Regions from separate parts of the Mus musculus genome. Here region 1 is linked to region 2. Evidence: chromatin contacts called from public HiChIP or PLAC-seq data. All regions are on one chromosome and are shown on one strand. The core of a region is the stretch at or near the end of the contact, and the rest is flanking DNA. Distances in the headings are between cores, read along the strand shown.

Region 1 (4,028 bases), core at 562-3,061, 200 kb before region 2:
AGATGACCTTCCCTTTCTGATCTTGGACCTCCTCTTCCTCCTCCTCTTCCTTCCCCCCAGCCCCTTTCTCATGAACACTAGGTTGGAAGGGATACACCACTGCTCCTGCCAATGAGCAGCTGGGGATCAAACCTAAGGTTTCACACACATACACTCACACATTTACACACACATACATACACACATATGCACACATACACATATACTTCACACACACACACACACACACACACAACAAGCTAGCTACTAAATGAGCTACAGCCCCAGCCCAAAGGCCCCCATTTGTTTAACAAGGACACTGATGCTGTGTGAAAGGAAATGAATGTTATGGACTGTGCCTAGCTGGCCTTCATCAAGACCCCATGGTCAAAATACATGCTCCTTTTTCTCAGGAAGGGGTGACTTCCCTGGCTTGCTCAGAGCTAGGATAGCTTGGCCCCCAAGAAGGCCAGATTTTTTTTTTTTCTTTTTGAGAAAGGGTCTCACTGTTTAGCGCTGGATAGCATGGAACTTGCCATGTAGACCAGGCTGGCTTCAGACTCACAGAGATACAACTGGGTCTGTCTCCCAGGTGCTGGGATTAAAGATATTCACTACAAGGTCCTGCAAGCACACAAACCCTTAACAAGGTCAACTGAATAGATTTTGAATATTGTTTCATAGGAGATTAAGGGGGGAGACTTAAGTGTAGGTCCCATCTCTGTGAGATGCTTCCTGCTGTAATTCACCTTGTAAAAAATAAAGGGCAACCTGGGAAGTGGTGGCTCACGCCTTTAATCCCAGCACTTGGAAGGCAGAGGCAGGTGGATTTCTGAGTTCGAGGCCAGCCTGGTCTACAGAGTGAGTTCCAGGACAGCCAGGGCTACACAGAGAAACCCTGTCTTGAAAAAAACCAAAAAGAAAGAAAGAAAGAAAAGAAAGAAGAAAGAAAGAAAGAAAGAAAGAAAGAAAGAAAGAAAGAAAGAAAGAAAGAAAGAAAGAAAGAAGAAAGAGGGGGGAGGGAGGGAAGAAGAGAGAAAGAAAGAAAGAAAGAAAGAAAGAAAGAAAGAAAGAGAGAGAGAGAGAGAAAGAAAGAAAGAAAAAAGGAAGGAAGGAAGGAAGGAAGAAAGAAAGAAAGAAAGAAAGAAAGAAAGAAAGAAAGAAAGAAAAAGGGCTAGAGGATCCTCTCCTAACACGTCAAACCCCAAGGGTCTTGGGTGGAGAGGGACCTGGCACTCCATCTCTTAAACATGTCATTTATGGGCCAAGAGCAACGTGGCAAAGGTCGATTTATCGGTGGCCAACAGAGACATATGTGGGGCTGAATAATAATTACCAATCTCCTAGCAATGCCTTCTGCTGCCACGCTACTCAATGGTAGCAATAAACACAAATATACACAAATATACCTTGTTCCTCTGAGCTTCCTCCTCTCCCCTCTCCCAAAAAAATCTCCTCCCAAGAGTTGTGTTACCAGGTTTTTTTCCCCCTTTAGAGCTTTTATAACACGTTCTTTTTAAAACAACAACAAAAATAAATGCAAACTCATTCTCTTTCCTTTCCTTCATCTTCTCTATTCTTTTGCTTTGTGGGGCTCCCTGGGGTGCGAGCGGATCTTAGTACCTCAGTATAATGACAGAGAAAGAAAAAGATCAGTAAAACCAGACAATGGCTGGAGGTAAAAACAACACAAGAAGGGACCAACCAGTGCTGCCCTTTCTGTTGCTTCAGCCGCCAGTTTCCCTCCAACCAAAGCGGCGTGCTTGCAAGCAAAAAGTCCCCTTGTCTGATAAACAGCCATGACACCACCCGCCTGCCTCACAGAAAGGTTAAACCACAGTCTGAGCCCCAGACTCTGAGATCCTGGGGAGGGGCCTGTGCGCTTAGCAGGAAAGATCCCCTGCTAAGTCCTCGCGTCTTCACTTCCTTTGAGAAGCAGCAAGAGCACCTAGAATCCCACTACCAGCCTAAAGCTGCATGCCACGGGGTCTCTTCCCTTAGCTGTACGATGTCCACGGCCACGGGGTCTCTTCCCTTAGCTGCACGGCGTTCACGGCTTCCTCAGATTTTAGCTAACCTTTTCTTTGATGTATGTGGAGTTGGGGAAGGGAAGACAATTAAAAAAAAAAAAAAATCAAGCTATCAACGTTCTTTCCTCTGCATGCACAATACAGTTGCTCCTCCTGCGTGACTCTTCAGCGGCAGGTACAGGGAGGGGGAAGTCACTCTCATGCTGCTTCTTCTCTGCCCTCCACAGTCTCCTCCCCCACCGTGGGCAAACCCTACAAGTGCAACTACTGTGGCCGGAGCTACAAACAGCAAAGTACCCTGGAGGAGCACAAGGAGAGGTGCCACAACTACCTACAGAGTCTCAGCACTGATGCCCAAGCTCTGACTGGCCAGCCAGGTGGGGCTGTGGGTCGTACCATAGGGGAGCTGAGGGTAGGGCCAGGAGTTCAGGCAAGGGTGATTCTAGCACCTCTTTCCACAGGGATGAGGCTGCCCTTAGCGAACCATCCAAGCATTCGTTCCTAAGCACCCCATGAGTGGCCAGCACAGCTCTGGGACAGGTCAATAGGGGGATCCAGACATAGAGGAAGGTCTACAGGGGGAAGGGAGCATAGAGAAAGTTTGGATCTATAATCTCAGGGTAGCGGGAGAGAAGGCACAAAGAATCGAAGATCAAGGGCTGGACATGTACGATGATTCTTGGCAAATGGTCTAAAGTGTTCCTGGAATGAACTTAAAGTAAAGACCCAATGGTGGTACATTCCTTTAATCCTGGCACTTAGAAGGCAGAGACAGGTGGATCTCTGTGAGTTCAAGGTCAGCCTGATCTATCTACACAGTGAGTTCAAAGCCAACCAGGGCTACATAGTGGGATCCTGTCTCAAAAATATAAAATGAAAAAAGAAAAAAGAAAAGAAAGACAGGAAGAGAGGGAGCTAGAGGAGGAAGAGAAAGGGAGAGAGAGAGAGAGAGAGAGAGAGAGAGAGAGAGAGAGAGAGAGCCCAGTTTTGCAGGTGTAACCTTTCTTGACTACTGACTGGCCGGTTTTCTCCAGGCAAAGGCTGCTGGGCCAATGCCACCCTCACTCAGTAGCTCCCACCTGCCCCTCCCCTCCAGGTGATGAAATCCGTGACCTGGAGATGGTGCCTGACTCAATGCTGCACCCATCGACTGAACGGCCAACTTTCATTGATCGTTTGGCCAACAGCCTCACCAAACGCAAGCGTTCCACCCCACAGAAGTTTGTAGGTAAGAGTTCCCGTTCGAAAGGAGATAGCCGCTCCGAGCCACAGCTCAAATACATCACAGTTTCGACTGCCATTAGACCAGCGAGACCTGGGTCTGGAGATTTGATTTAGGGGGGAAAATGAGCCAAGTGGTCTCTGTGGTGCTCAGAGGGTTCCACTCGGAAGGGAGTGGATGGAAGGGAGTGCTTCAAGAGAGTTGGGGGATGATAGCACAGTCTGTAAAGGGCAATGAGAACCAGAGACTTCATCCCCCAGGACCTACCTAAGAATGCCAGGCATAATGGCTTGTGCTTGTAACCCTAGCACTGGGGAGGCAGAGAAAGAACAGTGCCCTGGGGCCGACTGACCAGGCAGCCTAGCCTACCTGGTGAACTCCAGGCCCATGATAGATCCTGTTTCAAAGATGGTGGCTGGTGGTCCTGAAGATCCCCAGGGTGGTCTGTCCTCTGCCCTCCGCTTATATGTATATATACATGCACATGTACAAGCACAGTGATGAATGTGCACACATGCACACACACATATACACAAAGAGAGTAGAGACCGGTCAGTATCGAGAACTCAACGGGGGCGGGGGGAGGGGGGAATCGAGCTTTGCCATCCTTTGAAGAGAACAAGGACTTCAGTCTACATGGGCTGATCTTAGAGTCAGTGAGAGGAAGCCAACTTGTGGTTCCTTGTCCCGCAAATGACATCTCTCTGAGGACCTGAAATATTTTAAAGTGATGAGTTCATAGTGAGGCCTTACTCTAGAACTGTAGCCTGCCCAGGGCCTGACCCTCAGGGAAAGTA
Region 2 (3,671 bases), core at 65-2,564:
CGTGTGAAGTGTATGCAGTTTCCAGACAGACGGTCTCTCAAGGCAGAGGTCAGTGGAAGGTGCATTACCAAGCTAGGAAGAATCCTTCATAAGGGGGGTGACTAAGAATTTAGAGTTGAGTGAGAGATTTATTAGTGCAGTGAACACCATGTACAGCACACAGCACAATGGAAGAGCTGCAGATACTGGTGCAAAGGGCAAGCAAACTTCAGCCTCCTCCATCATTCATCTCAGAGTAAGGAATAGACAGAGTGAGCTTGGGCAAGGCAGGCAGGCACAAAGAGGAACAAGAAACCCAGTAACCCGACTGAGTATAGCAGCCTTTTTCAAACTCCTGAGCACAATGTCCTGGAGCTGGAACACCCAACTTTTTCTTACGGTCCTCAAGCTATATCCTTCTATCCCAACCCCACAGGAGGCACACGACTCAACCAGTGAGACCAACAGCAGGCTAGCCTGAAGTGGAACTCCCAGAGAGAAGCTAGAGTATGGTGAAGGGGGGCCCTCTGACCTCTCCAATCACACTCCCACCTACGCTTTTAAAATAATCACACCACTCTTTCTCCTTGCTCACTCTACTAGCCACCATGGGGGACCCAGCAGCCACCCAGAGAGCCTTGAATGGACCCCAAGTCCTTGGGTGGACTTGACTGAGCCAGTGTAGTCAGCCTGGCTTTGGAGACATCTGATTTATATCCCACTTGGCTGGTGAAGGTTAGAACCCAGATAAACAGGAAGTTTCCTCAGGAAACATGGAAGAGTCACCTTCAAAACACATGTGCCAGCCAGTTAATTCTAGGGTTTCACAAGGAGACCTAAAGGGGCAGGGAACAAATTTCTTCATGGGTCACAGGCATCAACGCTGGACTGCCACAGCCAAAGCTCCTGCAGGGTGATGGAGGGGAGGGTCAGAGCAGGTATCAGACCAGAGCTCATGCTGAAAAGGAAACACATGAAACAGACCTTACCAGCCCCACCCTACCCAAATCCCACAATAGGAACAGCCAAAGAAAGGGCATAAGAAAGGTTTTAAGTTTTCTTGATGTTTTTTCTTTTCTCCTTTCTTAAAAAAAAAAAAAGTAAATAAATTAAATTGCCAACAATGTGGCTGGGCTAGATCAGAGAGACACAGCCAGTCCATCCTATGAAAACAAGACTGGGTAACAGATGGGGTTTGTGACTTGGAAATATAAACAAACAACACCAAAGGAAATCAAGCTAACTGCAATCACAGGGCTGAAGAGGGGCCACCGAGGCAACACAGACACCCTCTTGAGGCAGTGCCGTTCTGGATCAGCAGAGCCAGACAGCAGCTTCCTGCTGAGTGTACGAACACCAGTGCTCTCACGCCCACCCCTTCCTTCCCTTCCTAATTATGAAACGTGTAGGAAAGAGTTCAGCAACATTTCAACAACCCACCCTGTGCACCCTCACAGGGGCCACCCTGCGCACCCATCAAGGCCTGCACCTTCACAGCGGCCTGGACAGGGATGCGCGTGAGGACCAGGCTTTGGCCTCACTGGTTAGAGGGTTTGGGCCACACCCTCAGCCCTTCTGCCAGGTGCTGGCTCCTCAGAGCAGCTCTCAATGCTGCGTGACTTCAGCAAGCCTGCCTGCTGGGACTCCTGCCTGCTGGGACTCCCTGGTTTTGGAAGAGATAGACAATTAGAAATGCCTCACTCTACCCTGATCCTCTAGGGAAAACAAATTTCTTTGTGCTTTCTGAAAATATTTGGGAACCAGGGGATCTTAGTCAGGAAAATACAGAAGTGGGGATTTCTCCACCCTGACTGAAAATTTACAGACATTGTGGGGGAAAGAATATAGCAAAAGGCAGGAATCTGGGTTCTCCGCTGAAAGGCTGAGCTAAGTGCCCCAAAGTCCTTCATGCCAGAAGCAGGGAGTACGTGGCTCAGGTACAAGCCGCGGCATAAGGGCTGTGGGAGAAGTCAGGGCTCAGCTGCTGGAGCAATGGGTTTTCCAACTCTACCTCTTCCTGACAGCCAGTTACGCTCTTATATCTCCTCCACACCATGCGCAAATATCATGACGAGCCCTGGCTCCTGCACCATGTCGTCCCCCATGTGCTGGTTCTCACAGGCCATCACCACTACAGCCTGCTTGCCAGGGATGCGCTTGGCCACGTAGTTCTCATAGTAGCGCCGGTTCATCTGTCTTGTCTCTAGTGTGGCCAGACCCTGGGGCCAGCTGCGTTCATGGGCATTTTCAATCAGCTCGTTGACGATGGAGGCCGGGCAGCCACTTTCCACGAGGGAGCGCTTGATGACAGCCTGGAGCACAGCATCAGGAGTGGAGATCATGCCCCCCCAGCGGGTCACCCTTGCCGGCTGCAGGGAGTTCACCCACCTGTGGAGGGGTTGGGATGGTCACGCCAGCTCCTGCCTTTCTCTGCTTTGGCTTTTTCTCCTCAGAGATGACCTCCACTCTGCAGGCCACCTGACTTTCTTACTAGCATTGGTCCAGAAAACCCAAATTCTCCTCTAGTTGGGCCTGCTGTTCACATCACATCACTCACCATCCTCAATCCCTGAGTCTAGGCTGTTATTCTTTCAAGTCTCAATGCATGCATGGTGCCTACCACACAGCAACTGCCAGACTGTCCTGAAGGAAGAAATGTCTTCTACACTGTGGTCCTCGGGCCTATTCCTCTCCACTCCACACTTACCGTCTGGTCTACCAACTACACAGGCCTCCAAATGGACAGGGTCTTACGTGGTCTTACACTTCCCTTGTTCACTTGCTTGGTCTTGCTGGATTTTACAGACTTTCCTGGATGTACACTCTGCCCTCTCCTCCGCGTGCTAAGCTACCCCCGTTTGCTCCTGAGTACCCCTAAGCTCTCAGTACATGCTAGGTGCATGGTGGTCCCCAGGTAGTTCTGGACAAACTCCATCTTCAGCCAGGACTCCCCGCCATCCACCCCAGTGAACAACAAGCCTGGGTTGGAGTGAGGGTCTCTCTTGCTCTTCTCTCTGGCCCTGCCCCCTACCCCTGACTCCACACCAAGTGACACTCACTCGAGGATCTCATTGTATTCGATTGTCTCCTCCAGGTTCTGAAGGTTGGGGTTGACACTGCGGATGGCTCGCATATACGCCTTCAGCAGCTGAATGTCTCGCTTCTGTGGGGTGGAAAGAGAACCGGAGAGGACACTTTAGCCAAACAGTAGGCCTGAGAATGAGAGATCTGAGGAACAGCACACTACAAGCTTCTTCAGGAAGACAGGAGAAAGACAGCAAAATGGCTTCATGAAGACAGCACTCCACGCTGGGCAGTGGTGGCGCACGCCTTTAATCCCAGTACTTGGGAGGCAGAGGCAGGTGGATTTCTGAATTCAAGGCCAGATTGGACTGCAGAGTGAGTTCCAAGACAGCCAAGACTATACAGAGAAACCCTGTCTTGAAAAAACAAACAAAAAAACAAACAAACAAACAAGAGAAGGCAGTCCGGGGCTGGAGAGATGGCTCAGCGATTAAGAGCACTGACTGTTCTTATGAAGGTCCTGAGTTCAAATCCCAGCAACCACATGGTGGCTTACAACCATCTGTAATGACATCTGACCCCTCTACTGGTGTGTCTGAAGACAGATACAGTGTACTTACATATAAATAATAAATAAATCTTTAAAAATTAAAAAAAAAAAAGAGAAG

Evidence for each region. HiChIP or PLAC-seq counts read pairs in DNA pulled down with a chosen protein or histone mark.
Region 1: an H3K27ac HiChIP or PLAC-seq map of regulatory T cells shows a contact between it and region 2, with 5 times the contacts expected there. The contact joins two enhancer-like sites. A contact is called at or near these places in 2 of 115 datasets of contacts at active chromatin or transcription factors (embryonic stem cells and regulatory T cells) and 2 of 9 other capture datasets (liver and pancreatic islet).

The regions. Positions count from the first base shown.
Region 1 is chr10:128,634,999-128,639,026 of GRCm38.p6, reverse strand. Ikzf4 (IKAROS family zinc finger 4) reads left to right here. Exons shown (of 8, transcript NM_011772.3): 6 at 2,237-2,386; 7 at 3,106-3,237. Among named protein-coding and RNA genes, the nearest start is that of Gm26876, 8.9 kb to the left of the region's middle. Within about 2 kb of position 1,811, at least 76 of the 459 cell types and tissues checked have an H3K27ac peak or open chromatin away from gene starts, as enhancers often do. A contact at or near this core is called in regulatory T cells, where this site is marked.
Region 2 is chr10:128,436,779-128,440,449 of GRCm38.p6, reverse strand. Rnf41 (ring finger protein 41) reads right to left here. Exons shown (of 7, transcript NM_001164237.1): 6 at 3,039-3,142; 7 at 1-2,367. The coding sequence ends at 2,016. Among named protein-coding and RNA genes, the nearest start is that of n-TScga2, 20 kb to the left of the region's middle. Within about 2 kb of position 1,314, at least 47 of the 459 cell types and tissues checked have an H3K27ac peak or open chromatin away from gene starts, as enhancers often do. A contact at or near this core is called in regulatory T cells, where this site is marked.